Linked DNA regions of Mus musculus: all the other regions are linked to region 1. Evidence: chromatin contacts called from public promoter capture Hi-C data. All regions are on one chromosome and are shown on one strand. Each heading gives the region's core, a stretch centred on a gene start, on an enhancer-like site or on the middle of the called end of the contact. The rest is flanking DNA. Distances are from core to core; before and after follow the strand shown.

Region 1 (4,367 bases), core at 209-2,708:
ATGAACACTGCTTACTGCAATCTTGAGACTTCAGTCCTAAGCACAGAACACCAAGTGCACAGAAAGCATTAATTCGCCTGACGATCTCCTTGGGAGAGGGCTGCCATGACGAGGTAGCACTCATACTACCTTGTATTGGATCTTCAAGACTAAGATGAATAAGCAAGTATGTACAAACTCAGGATTTGGGCACTTTGACTTGGGAGGGCTTAGGATCTGAAATCATCTTGATACTACACTCGGGATAGAAAGGCACACAGGCCCTTAGGATCCTAGAGGCTAACTCTCCAATTGGGTGTGGCATCTGTGTACAGCTTTCCCAGAAAACCCTTCACCAGATTTCTGCTCCCTCCCCCCAAGTCCAGGCAGCAACTACTAAAGGCGATGATGGAAGGGCCCGTCCTAGAACCCACTCCCATTCATTCCTCCACAGAGGCCCTAGACTTCTCATTTCCTATCAAGCCCATCCACTAACCTTCCCCTCCCTTCGTGGAGGTTAGGGTAGAGATGAGAGTCAATAACAAAGGGAAAACGCGCTTTCTCTAGGGGAGAGGGAAAACATCACAAAGGCAGGGAACTGGCTCTAAGGGGTGGGAACATTGCAAGAGAGTAGCAAAGACAAGTTGGGGTTCCTGATGACGGGAAAGGAGCCCCCTCCCACTCTGCAGAGACTTGGCTGCAGGCCTAGGCAGGCCACACCCAGCCATCCTGATGCAGGGGAGAGGAGGGGCTGCGGCGGAGAGGATGGAGGCTGAGCATCCCTGAGCTGCTGCAGGATGACAGGCAGAGGGACTAAGTCTTGGGGGTGAAAAGATTTTTGCATCCCGCCCCCTCCTCTAATTTCCTTCGGATGTAGCACTCACCCCAATAATGACGCTGTCGTCCCCTTGGAAAATGGGGATGAACTTGTCCCCCCGCAGAATCTCGGCCTGGTTCAGGGGCCGAAATCGGCAAAGCACCTTGATGCTGCATTCGTTGTTAGTCTCCGCCATGGTGGTCGACGACGACGAGGGGCTGGGAGCGTCTCCGACTGCAAGGGTAGCGTGTACTCCGGAGGAAGGGGACGCTGGGCTGAGGTCGAGGCAGTGGACAGGTGATCTGTCGCTGAGGCCAAGGGAGCAGCTGGAACGCCTCGGGGAAGATGAGCTTTCGGTGTCCTGCGGCACTGGATGCGGGCGACCTGGGCGTCTGGTCCTCTCGCCGCGCTGTGCCTCTCCGCCCCTCGCGCTGCAGCCGCGCTGCGGGCCTGGGCGGGGCGCGCCGGAGCCGCGGGGGCGGGGTTTCCTTCGCAGGAGGTGATCCTCCGAACTGCGACCACCCAAAGGTGGAGTTTGGCTTAGGCTCACCTGGTTCCTTGATTTGGAGGCTCGCAAATAACCTTGTCCTCACCCCTTCCCCACACAGCTCACTTTGCTACACGCGACCTGTCTGTTCCTCCTTAGACTCCACCTACAGGAATGGAAAAGAGGACTAAGGTGGGCCTGTCGCCTGCCTGGGAAAGAGCACCTACGGGCCTCCCATTCCCTTAATTCCAGAACACACACCCCCGCAAAAAACAAAACAAAACAAAACAAAAAACACCCATTACACCCCACTTTTCATATTTAAATCACACTTATCCTCCTTCTCCCAGCCTCTTTCTGCCCCTCAGATGTACAATGAGCCAGTGAGCCTTTACGGGTGGGAAGCTACAGAAGTGAAGTCTAGATCCCATGGCATGGAGAAAAGACAGGCAGGTCTTGCCTACTCCTCTATAATATAATATATAATAGAAGTAAATATAATATAATAATAGAAGGAAAGACAAGCTATCTTCCAGCCATTCAGGGACAGATGGAGTTCTCATCGAGGCCTCTAAGGTTGGGGTGGGATATGGGTAGGCAGGGCAGCTTTTGCAAGAGAACAGGAGTATAGCAGCCTGAGGAAAGGAACAAAGGGCCAGAGGTCCTGCTGTGAGGAGCTTCCAGGGCAAAGAGTTACATTTGGGTCTCAGACGGGCTCAGTATCTCTGTGTGTTTACTGCCCTAGTTACCTTTGGACAGAGTCTCCATTCTTTTCTTCTCCCAGTTTCCACATCGGAAGAAAAGAAAGAAAGAAAGAAAGAAAGAAAGAAAGAAAGAAAGAAAGAAAGAAAGAAAGAGAGAGGAAAGGATAGGAAAGGAAAGGAAAGGAAAGGAAAGGAAAGGAAAGGAAAGGAAAGGGGACAAAGAGCCAAGCCCAGAGAGTTCTTGTCCTGTCTCCTCCGCAGCCCAAAACAGGAACACCACGAGCTGGTCAAATTGATTTCGCTCAATGTCACAGCCTCTGCTTGTCAACAGAGAGCTCCGATGCAGGGCTTGAGGTTCCAGCCAAGGGGAAGATGGGGTGATGGGAGAAATCAGAAGGGAGGGGGTGGAGGCCTTGGCTCAGAAACTGGCCAGTGTCTAGGGTCAGTTAGTTACTAAGGGGGAAGGATGAGAGGGCAGTGGCCTAGACAAACAAGCCCTAACCGGCCAGATACCAGCTGAGCTGGGCCTTCACTAGTCACACTCCTTGACTCTTAAGGGAACCAACAGAAAGAAGCCCAATACATGACCTGGAGATCATGGTGACAGAGGCCGAGGCTTGGGCAGAAGCCAGGAATGAGAATGGCGAGTTCCTAATTCAGGAACGCTACCCTCGGTCGTTTGGCACTGTTTCTGAAGGTTGCAGCATCTTGCAAGCTCAGGAAATATACCAACGTCCAGCCTCTAGAGACAAGAAGGTGGCATCCTTAGTGACTTCAAAATGACAGTCCATCGAGGCAAGAATTCAGTGGGTATGTGTGCCCACACATGCCCCCAACAAGGTTTTTATACAGCTGCAACAGTTCATCCTCTATTTTCGGTTATTTTAATTTTTGAGATGGGACCTGGCCGGGGGGGTGGGGGGTGGGGGGTCCTTACACAGGCTAGCCTGTTCCTGTATTCCTACCCAGGCTACCAAGTGCTAGGAATATATGTGGACAGCACTGTGTCTGGCTTGAGGACTTCCTTTTGTCCTGAGTGTACCTTTTTATTTCTCTAGTAGCACGTAGTAGGTTTTCTATTTGTCTCTCACCTCCCATCCCAGCCCCAACCCCCTTCCTCCTTCTCCTCTTCTGTTCTTGTTTTGAGACAGCTGGAGCTACATAGAGATTCTGGGACTCACTAGACCAGGCATGTGCCACCACACCCAGCCTTTCCTTCTGTTTTAAAAATGGGTCAGTGAGATGGCTCAGCAGGTGAAGGGGCTTGCCACACGACTGAGTTTGATCTGCAGGACCCCCATGGTGGGGAGAGAAAGCAGATGCATAACAGCTGTCCTCTGATCTCCACGTTCCTGTGTGCGCGCACACACACCACACACACAAAGAAACAAATTAAATTAAATAATTGGGGTTTCTATTGTCATGCATTGATGTGGCAAAGTAAGAGGATTAACCATACTGTATCTCTCCTCCAGAAAGATTGGTTGCTGACTGGACACAAAGCTACTATATGTAAGGTCCTGAGTTCAATCCCCAGCACTGAAAAGTGAGTTCCAAGCCACCCTGAACTACAGTTTGAGACCTGTGTCAAATTCCTTCCTCCTAATTTCTGGGGAACTATTAATGAAATTGATGACCGTCATGGAGAGTTCAGTCAGACTGTGAGCCAGCGCTTTTTCATTTAAGATGTCCAGACTTTTGAAGAAAAAAAGAAGAAGAAATAGCACCCTCAGACGAACTTGGGTTTCAGATTATTATATGCATATCAGAAATATAAGAAGCATGCTTATACTAACAATTGTTAGTTGTTGACCTGAAATTAACTTCAATAAAAAATTGTTATTATTTATTTATTTTATGTGTATGGGTGTTTTGTCTGCATGTATGTCAGTGTACCACGTGTGTGTCTGGTGCCCTCAGAGGCCAGAAGAGGGCACCTGGTACTGGAATTATAAATGGCTGTGAGCCACTATCTGGATGCTGGGGATAGAACCCAGGTCCTCTACAAGAGGACTGTGCTCTTAACCCCTGGGACATCTTTCCAGCTCCTGAAATTAAAATTTAACTAGGGTCCCTCTATTTTGTCCAGAAGCCCTAACCTGAAAAGACGGCCTCATTTTTCTATTCTTTAAATGTTTACTAAATCTTGCTATTGTTTACAACGTGGCGAGCTGTGTGGTTTCATGTAACCAATCTCTAGGTTTTCTAAAGCAGGAATTATGAAACTCCTTTCATAGACTATTAAGAACGAAAGGAGATAACTGTATGCAATAGCTCCCTAACGTTGTTATTGTCGCTTCCAGCCCAAGCCCCAGAAGACCGGGACTACATATCCCACAATGCTAGGCGGCGTCTCCTCGCCATTACCTCATTCCCTGTC
Region 2 (4,029 bases), core at 258-2,757, 1.0 Mb after region 1:
GTGCCACAGTATGAATGTGAAGACAACCACATTGAGTCTCAGGGATGGAACTCAGACCCTGACAGTTGGTAGCAGTATCCTTACCTGCTGTACCATCTTGAAATCCTCTTTCACCTTTTTGAAAAGAAATACATTTTTATTTGGATGAGGGGGGTGTTTTGAGACAGGGTCTCACTGTCTAACCTTGGTCGGCCTAGAATTCACTACGTAGACCAAGCTGTCCTCAAATTCACAGAAATCCATTCTGCCTCCTGAGTGGTGGGATTGCCATCCCACTTAGCCTGGTTTTTGTTTGTTTGAAACAGGGTCTCATGTAACCTGACTAGCCTGGGACTTGCTATATAGAAGAAGCTAACCTTGAACACTAATCCTCCTGCCTCAGGATTACTGCCATTACAAATATACCTCCACTATGCCTGGCCCAATAAATGCTTTAAAAGTTTTATTATTGGTGTTTATTATTGGTGAGAACTTTCTTCCACAGGCACCTGTTGAAAGGGATATTCACCATGTAGCCATAGCAAGCCTGGTCCTTACTATCTATGTAGCCTAGGCTGGCCTCGAATTTGTAAGGGATTCCTGCCTCTGCTTTAATAATGCAGGTATTGTAGGTATGGACCACTAGTGGCACAGGGCCTTTAAAAACAGAGATGACAGAGCTGAGTTTGGGCAACCTAAGACATCTCACAGCCTGGACCAATTCCAAAGCAGTTTAGTACACAGCCAGTACCCCCAAATATTTTAGACACGGTGACACACTCTCACAGGAGAGGGAGAGGCAGTAGGATCTCTTAGTTGGAGATTAATCAAGAACCCCTCAGAATAGCTACAGCTCAGTTGACTCAGTTTACTGTTTATCTCTCTCTTGGGGTCAATGTCCAGCTCCACGGTCTAGGGGAATTTTGACAGTCTAGGAGACTTGTTTCTTGGGAAAATTAGGGGACCTCTGGGGACGACACAAACATTGATGGGAATTTCAGATGGATGCCTCTAGAAATAGAGAAAAGGTGGCCACTTGGGCCACACTAGAAGTCAGGCTCCCGCTTCCTTTTTCTTCCCCACATCTAGAAGTCATAGGAAATGCCAGTGAGTTTCGGGGGTACAGGGTCAGAGGTATTGGAATGGCTCACAGGCACAGCAAGATGAAGGTCTATACGCCGGGAATGATGAAGGCCACGCTGGGAATACCCACCGGGCGAGTCCCAGTGCTTAGCCTCTGGCGCCCCTTTAGTCTAGTTCTTATTCAGGGAGCGTAAAAGCTTGGCTTCAAAGTCTAAAGTTAATTTTGCTTAACAAAGCCTGAGAGCGAAGGGATTACTTTTCGTAACACCAAATAGATCCGCGCCTGATTCAGTTTGTCCCCGGTGGCATTCCGTAACCTTGTTTTGGCGGAGGCTACGTCACTCTCCTTCTCAGGCGCTGCCTGTACCTGGCTTTTTCTGATTGGCTGGGATGAGCCCGTGGCCCCCGCTGATTGGAAGCGATGGCTGCCAATCCACCGTCCGTCTTGCTTGGGTTAGGTTGAGCTAGAGGCGGGGGAGTAGTAGGGAAACTGGAATTTCCCGCGGAGCTGACGGCGCTTTCTCTACCCCCTACTCGTTTGAATTCCACGCGCTCCAAAATATCCGCCATGGAGAAATCTTGGTAATGACCCATTCCCCGTAAGCATCCCAGGAACACGTCTTGACCTTTGCCCTAATCCTTCCCCTCCCGTCCCCTGCGCTGGGGGAGAATTCTGGGTAACCAGTTTCTCTGGTTCGCTCAAAGAATTCTGGGTAGCTATCCGTTTCCATTACTTCCCCCTTACCCCCGCCCCGTTTGTGGGTAACTGGCCGTTCTTGTTACCCACCCCCTGGAGAATGCTGGGTAACCACTGTAAAGGATTCTGGGAAACTGGCTTGTCTTGCCCCCTTCACCGCCCAGCCCCTTTGTCTCATGTCCAATTCTAAGAAACAAGCATTTCAGAGCTCTCCCCCGAACTCCAGCCCCTATCAAACCCGCTCCCTTCACCTTGTGGTTCAGGAGAAAGGGAAGTCAAGAGTTAGATCATTTGGTGGGCTGGCAGGGAACTTAGGAAGTTTAGAGGTGCAGAGTAAGGGACACTGTCATGCCACTCACAGTACAGCGTTGCCCTTGTCCTCTTCATGCATGCTTCCGTCTTTGCCTGGCAGTCTCATCCCCTCTGCCTACCTGATTGTCCTGTCCACATAGAAGATACTTCCAGTACCTAGGCCTATCCCTGACTGCGCTGCCTCTTTCCCTTGCAGGCCAGAATGTCCATTCTAGGTTCACTGGTGCTGTCCTCCTGAAGGCTGGGTCACTTGTCTGTAGGAAGCGTGGCAAGGGAGGGTGTGACTCCGGTCTGACCAGCGGCCACTATCGTCATGAACTTTGAGGGTCTGGATCCTGGACTGGCCGAATTTTCCCCAGCTATGCATTCTACCCTGGACCCAGTCCTGGATGCCCACCTGAATCCAAGTTTGCTACAGAATGTGGAGCTAGACCCAGAGGGAGTGGCCTTGGAGGCTCTTCCTGTCCAGGAGTCAGTGCACATAATGGAAGGTGTCTACTCTGAGTTGCACAGCGTGGTGGCTGAAGTGGGAGTGCCTGTGTCTGTCTCCCACTTTGATTTACATGAGGAGATGCTGTGGGTGGGGAGCCATGGGGTAAGAACTATACCCCTTTCTGAAGGCTGAAAGGGTGTATTAGAAATCTTTATCTGGTCTTTGCCCAAGGACAGCTCTTTGCAGGTAGTCAAAACTGAGTTGAACTGATGAGAGTTAGCTGGGTCTTTCAAACCAACAAGGGAGTGGAGAGATTAACTACATATTTAGTTTCATAAGGCATTCCACTCTGTCAGTTCTCCTATCACTACTGTGTTTTTGCGACAACATCTCTCTCTATAGTCCAGGCTGATCTAGAACTCACAGCAGTCCTCCTGCTTTTGCCTCCAAAGTGCTGAGTTTCCTTGTATGTAACCATATCTGACTGTTGTTTATTGTTTTTGTTGTGTTGTTGTTTGTTTATTGTTTTTAAAGACAGGGTCTCTCTATCCCAATCTGGCCTTAAACTTTATGTATAGCCAAGGATCGTCTTGAATGTCTGATCCTCCTGCCTCTATCTCCTGAGCGCTGGGAAGATAGACACCAAACCCATATTCAGTGTATGTTGCTGAGATAAACCCCGAGGCTTTTTGCACAGCAGGCAAGCACTGAACTCACTCCTACAGGTCAAATCCTGGTTTTGTTTTGTTTTGTTTTTTGTTTGTTTTTTGTTTTTCGAGATAGGGTTTCTCTGTGTAGCCCTGGCTGTCCTGGAACTCACTTTGTAGACCAGGCTGGCCTTGAACTCAGAAATCTGCCTGCCTCTGCCTCCCGAGTGCCTGGTTTTGTTTTAAGATAGGGTTTTGCTGTGTAACCCAGGCTGGCCTCAGATTTACAACCCTAACATCATCTCCAGAGTGCTGAGTTTATAGGGGTATCACCAACCAAGCTCAGCCCATGTTTTGATTAACTATATCCATCCCTTAGTTTATAGCCATCCATACTCTTTAATATTTTACCCAATTTAGAATTGGGAATGGGGTCGGGGTTTGAAACAATCTCAGTATGTAGCACCTTCTGATCTGGGACTTACTATGCAGCCTAGGGTGGCTTTGAACTAGGGGCAGCCTTATCTCAACCTCAAAGTGCTAGTGTTTCAGGAATGCACCACACCTCGTTTATAATTGCAGAATGTTTAATGAATGTTTTTGGATACCTATTGGAGTTATTTTGTCTTCTCTTTCTGATTGTTAGTCTTAGCAGTTATCAGTGTTAATTTTCAAGTGTGTAATAATATATGCTATGAGGCCAAATAGTTTTTGTAAGACCTTGGTTTACTTATTTACGATTTCATGGGGGTATGAATTGTTTTTCCATTAGGAGAAATGAACTTTTTCACCGATGTATTCAGTTCAGTAAGTCAGGCATGACTACTGCTGTGCTCGGCACAGGGAACAGAACTGAATGCAGCATAGACCATAGAACA
Region 3 (4,250 bases), core at 1,534-4,033, 1.1 Mb after region 1:
AGCATCAATGGTAGATCTTACTTGGCATATGGGAAGCCTTAGGCTCAGTCCCCAGCACCACATACATGTGTGGTGCTAGAGCAATGGCTGTTCTTGCAGAGGACCCAGGTTTGATCCCCAGCACCCACATTGGGGAGCTCAGGAATGCCCTGCTGTCTTTTTAAATATGTGACTCCAAGCATGGTATCCACAAGCCTTTAATCCCAGTACTAGAGAGGCAGATGGATTTCTAAATTCAAGAACAGCCAGGGCTACACAAAGAAACCCTGTCTTGATAAACACCAAAACCAATCATTGTTATTTACTATATAGGTGGCAATCATAGGAAAGATAGCTAAACAGTGAGTTCCAAGACAGCCAAGGCTACATAGAAAAATCCCAACTTGAGTATTTTACATCTATTTGTGTATGGGAGCATGTATGCCAGTTTGTACTAGAAGTCAGAAACCAACCTCCAGCAATTGGCTCTCCCCTTCCACCGTGCAGATCCAGAGGGGTGAAACTCAAGTCATGAACCTTGGCCGTAAGTATCCTCACCTCAAATGCCATTTCACCACCACCATCTTTTTAGATAAATTTAACTTTATAGCCTGCAGTGCAGGTTAGTGGGCTGAAACTGATAAGGATCCTCCTGCCTAGGGCTGCTAAAGTTGTAAGCTTCTACCACCACCAAATTTTAAAAAAATGAATGTGTATGTTTTGGGGAGGGGATGTACACATGAGTGCAGGTGCCCACAGAATCCAGAACAGGACACAAGATCCTCTGGAGCTGAAGTCACAGGCTGCCTAGTGTAGGTGCTAGGAACTAAACTCAGCAGTGCAGGCTCCTAGACATTAACCCATTTCTCCAACCTCCCGCCCCAATATTTTTAGTTAAAAAAATTTTTTTTTCATTATTTTATGTGCACGAGTGTTTTGCCTCCATGTTTATCTGTGTATCAAACATGCTCCCGCTTGAGGTTGCAGTATGCCTCCAGGTGGGGCTGGGAAACAAACTCGACCCTTTGCAGCAACGAGTGTTCATCACTGAGCCAACTCTCCAGTCCCTTATAGTTTAAATTTTTTAAAGCATTTTTGCTATAGCTGGACATGGTGGTGCACGCCTTTAATCTCAGCACTTGGGAGACCGGCCAGCCAAGTCTAAATAATGATACCGATTATCAAAATAAAACAAAAGCCTGACATCCTGGTAGCCAGTAAAGTCCATTTAGTCCCAGTGCTTAGGAGGCAGAAGCAGGCAGATCTCTGAGTTTTAGCCCAGCCTAGACTACATAGTTCCAAGGTAGATACCCAGAGGTATGTCTTGAGACCTTGGCTCAAACAACAATAACAAAAAGCTGTGACTTAATTAAGTCCTGTAATAAGTGGTTTCTTAGCATGTTCAATCCCCAGCACTGCAGAAAAACAGCAGCATGGTGGCACATGTCTATAATCTCAGCTCTAGGGAGGTAGGTGGAGGCAAGATATAAGTTCAAAGTCTTCTTGACTGTATATCAAGTTCAAGGCCAACCCTAGGCTATGTGAGAGCCTGTCTCAAAATGTGTGTGTGTGAGATACCTATGATGCAGCTCTGGCTATGTAGTCCGTGGAAGCTTCAAGCTTAGATTACAGGCTGTACTACCTAGTCGGTTACCTTTCTATGATGTAACACAATTCTAGACTAATACACGTGCAGAACAACTAAGGTGGGAAATTTAGGTTGAAAGGCTGGCAGCGAAAACGTTGCTGGGGAGACAAGTGGCCCAATATGAATCTTACCCACTACTGGTACATGGTTATTTATTTGAAGGGGAAAAAAAGGAATGCTCACCCCATGATCCTACGCTCCGAGTAAGCCTTTCGCTTGTTGGTAAAGGGGGCAGCAAAGCCCATGAAGGAACGACTATGAGGTAGGCCAGCCTCCGCTGCCAAGGCCTGGGCAGCGCGAGGCAAGAAGAGATTACAGGAAATCAGAAACCTAGCGCCAAAAAGAAAGGAGAGGCAGCGTCACGATTCTTTTTTTGTATTCAACCACTTCAGGTGAAGGGGAAGAGGGATGCATCACAGAGGAAGGTCGTTGGTTCGGGCAAGCTTTTCTGCCCCTAGCACCTGCTGCAGCTAGCTGGGCTGGCTGGCCAGGCAGTCACGAGTGCGAAAGGTCGAGGGCGGCTGAGGACAGGGCCAGGGGTGGGGATGGGAAAAAGAAGGGCACGTCCTAAGTGCCAGCTGCCTTTGAGGCAACACTACTGCTGCAAGCAAACTGAAGCATCTCTGACGCCAGGGTCAGGCCAGGCACATCAAAGCCAGAACGCCGGCGAAGGCCAAGAAGTGGCTGGCACGCACCCGCCCCGAGCATCTAGCTTGTACGCGTATCTCCAGAACTCCATTCGAACTCCCAGGGCACCACCAATGCCAGCCCTTCTCCGGCCTGCCGTCTAAGGGCTGCCACCCTCCACCGCTGAACTTCGGGGTGCCGGGCGACCCCCTCCGGTCCTGCGCGGACGTCTGTGCCTGCCTCTCACCTCATTGGACGCGGCGGCCGCGGAGGGCCCGGGGGCGGGGTCGGGACGGAGCGCGCGCCCCGGCAGAGCGAGAAGCCGCAGCAGCTCCGGGCGGCCGCGCGCGTCGGGGCCGGGAGCCTCCGCGCGCCCGCAGAGGCCATGCGCGCGCCCCTGCCTGGCACTCCCGGCGGCGGCGAGCTGTAGGGGAGGCCGGGCAGGAAGGGCGGCGCGAGCTCCGGCTGCCTTCGCCCTGCTCCGGCCCGCGCGCCGGATAGGCTGTCACTGAAGCGGTGACCGCAGCTCTGGGTCCCCTCACGTCACGCCGTTGCCAGGGATCGGGAGGAGGGAGCGCGAGGAAGGAAGGGACAACGCTGCCTGTCGGGAGATGTAGTTTCTTTGACACCTCTGGCGTGAAAGAAAGGGCGCTGGGTGCGTGTCGGAGGAGCTGCAGAGATGGCTCGGGGGAGCGAGATCGCCTGGCACAAACTACTTGGCGAGTCTGTGGTCACAGGACCTGATACGTAGACGCAGAGGCGACGTCGTGGGCGTGTCAACGGCAGATGGCTGTCGATGTCCAGAGGAACGTTTCTCAGAGCCCTTTAGAAGGAGAGGCTCTTTTCATCCTACTGGCCTTTGCAGTGCCTGCTGCCGGTTTATGTCTTTGGAAAAGGATATTAACTTTGCAAGTTCTGGGCTGACTTGTATAATCTCTCCTAGATCTACACGCCCTTCCCCCTTCCTCCCCTTCTCGTTATTCGAGACAAGACAATTCAGGCCTTGAATTTGCAGTGCTCCTTCATGAACGTCCCTAGGAGCAGAATTTCCTCCCTAATATTTATGGAAAGAAGTCTGAGGCAGAAGCAGGAGGGTTGCCACGAGTTCCAGGCCAGCCTGGGCTACCTACCCAGTTTTAGAGTAGCCAGCTCTAAACAAGAAGCAAGCCCTACTGTCAGACCAAACCAAACATAAGACATGGTTTGTTTGTTCTTTGAGACGCCCTCGCTATATAAGCTTGGTTGCCCTGGAACTCTTGGATATCGTCCTGACTCTTAGCTGCTGAGATTACAGACATGCATGCTCTCCAGGAGGGCTTTGGGGTGTCATGATCTTGCTCTGTAACCTGCACTGACCTTGAACTCATATGCACCTTCTTGCTGCCACTTCCCAGTTGCTGGAATTACAGGTGTGAGCTACTACTAGCCAAAATTTACTTTTAGAAAAAAGCACCATCACTGTCGGGGAAAAATGTGTACTCAATGGAGGACGAGACATCACAGGCAGAAAGCCCAAAGGTGAATACTACGTCCCAGGATTCAAGGAAAAAACAAGCGCTCTTGGGAAAAGTATGACCAAAGGAAAAAGAGAGAAGAGAAATAAACTACAAATTAGAAAGAGATTAGCCTAGACGGGTGCAAGAGCAAGCAAAATTCTCCCGACTGTCACAGAGCAAGCTCTGCTTTCCCTACGCTGGGTTAAAGCTCCCCACATTGATTCGAGCTTTGCCTGACAAAGGAAATGTGCTGGCAGGAAGAAGACAGGCAATCAAAGCTACATTGTGATACAAGTCAAATGCTTTACACAAATAAGGTCATAGACTCAGAGTCAAGACGAGGCTAGCCAGATGGCTCAGTGGGTAGGGGTGCTTGCCACCCAGTTTGCTCTGAATTCAATCCTCAGGACTCCCCCCCCCCCCCCCGCCCCCATGGAGAGAACCAGCTAAACACACATCACACAACACACATGTGCGTCTCCCACACCCACACACACACC

The links. Promoter capture Hi-C pulls out the DNA fragments that hold promoters and counts their contacts.
Region 2: a promoter capture Hi-C map of hippocampal neurons shows a contact between it and region 1, with 4 times the contacts expected there. The contact joins the promoter of Pan2 here to the promoter of Kif5a in region 1. A contact is called at or near these places in 6 of 39 promoter capture datasets (cranial neural crest, embryonic stem cells, hippocampal neurons and 3 more), 1 of 115 datasets of contacts at active chromatin or transcription factors (astrocytes) and 1 of 9 other capture datasets (macrophages).
Region 3: a promoter capture Hi-C map of liver shows a contact between it and region 1, with 4 times the contacts expected there. The contact joins the promoter of Coq10a here to the promoter of Kif5a in region 1. A contact is called at or near these places in 8 of 39 promoter capture datasets (the C10 cell line, cranial neural crest, hippocampal neurons and 4 more), 1 of 484 Hi-C or Micro-C datasets (B cells), 3 of 115 datasets of contacts at active chromatin or transcription factors (astrocytes, embryonic stem cells and pancreatic cancer cells) and 1 of 9 other capture datasets (adipose tissue).

The regions. Positions count from the first base shown.
Region 1 is chr10:127,261,905-127,266,271 of GRCm38.p6, forward strand. Kif5a (kinesin family member 5A) reads right to left here and starts at 1,459. Exons shown (of 29, transcript NM_001039000.4): 1 at 864-1,459. The coding sequence starts at 992. It overlaps Gm40800 (a long non-coding RNA gene), which reads left to right and starts at 2,400. Exons shown (of 2, transcript XR_872171.2): 1 at 2,400-2,797; 2 at 3,463-3,840. It overlaps Dctn2 (dynactin 2), which reads left to right and starts at 4,358. Exons shown (of 14, transcript NM_027151.2): 1 at 4,358-4,367.
Region 2 is chr10:128,301,828-128,305,856 of GRCm38.p6, forward strand. It overlaps Pan2 (PAN2 poly(A) specific ribonuclease subunit), which reads left to right and starts at 1,508. Exons shown (of 26, transcript NM_133992.3): 1 at 1,508-1,644; 2 at 2,268-2,666. The coding sequence starts at 2,385.
Region 3 is chr10:128,366,197-128,370,446 of GRCm38.p6, forward strand. Coq10a (coenzyme Q10A) reads right to left here and starts at 2,784. Exons shown (of 5, transcript NM_001374700.1): 1 at 2,502-2,784; 2 at 1,811-1,957. The coding sequence starts at 2,641.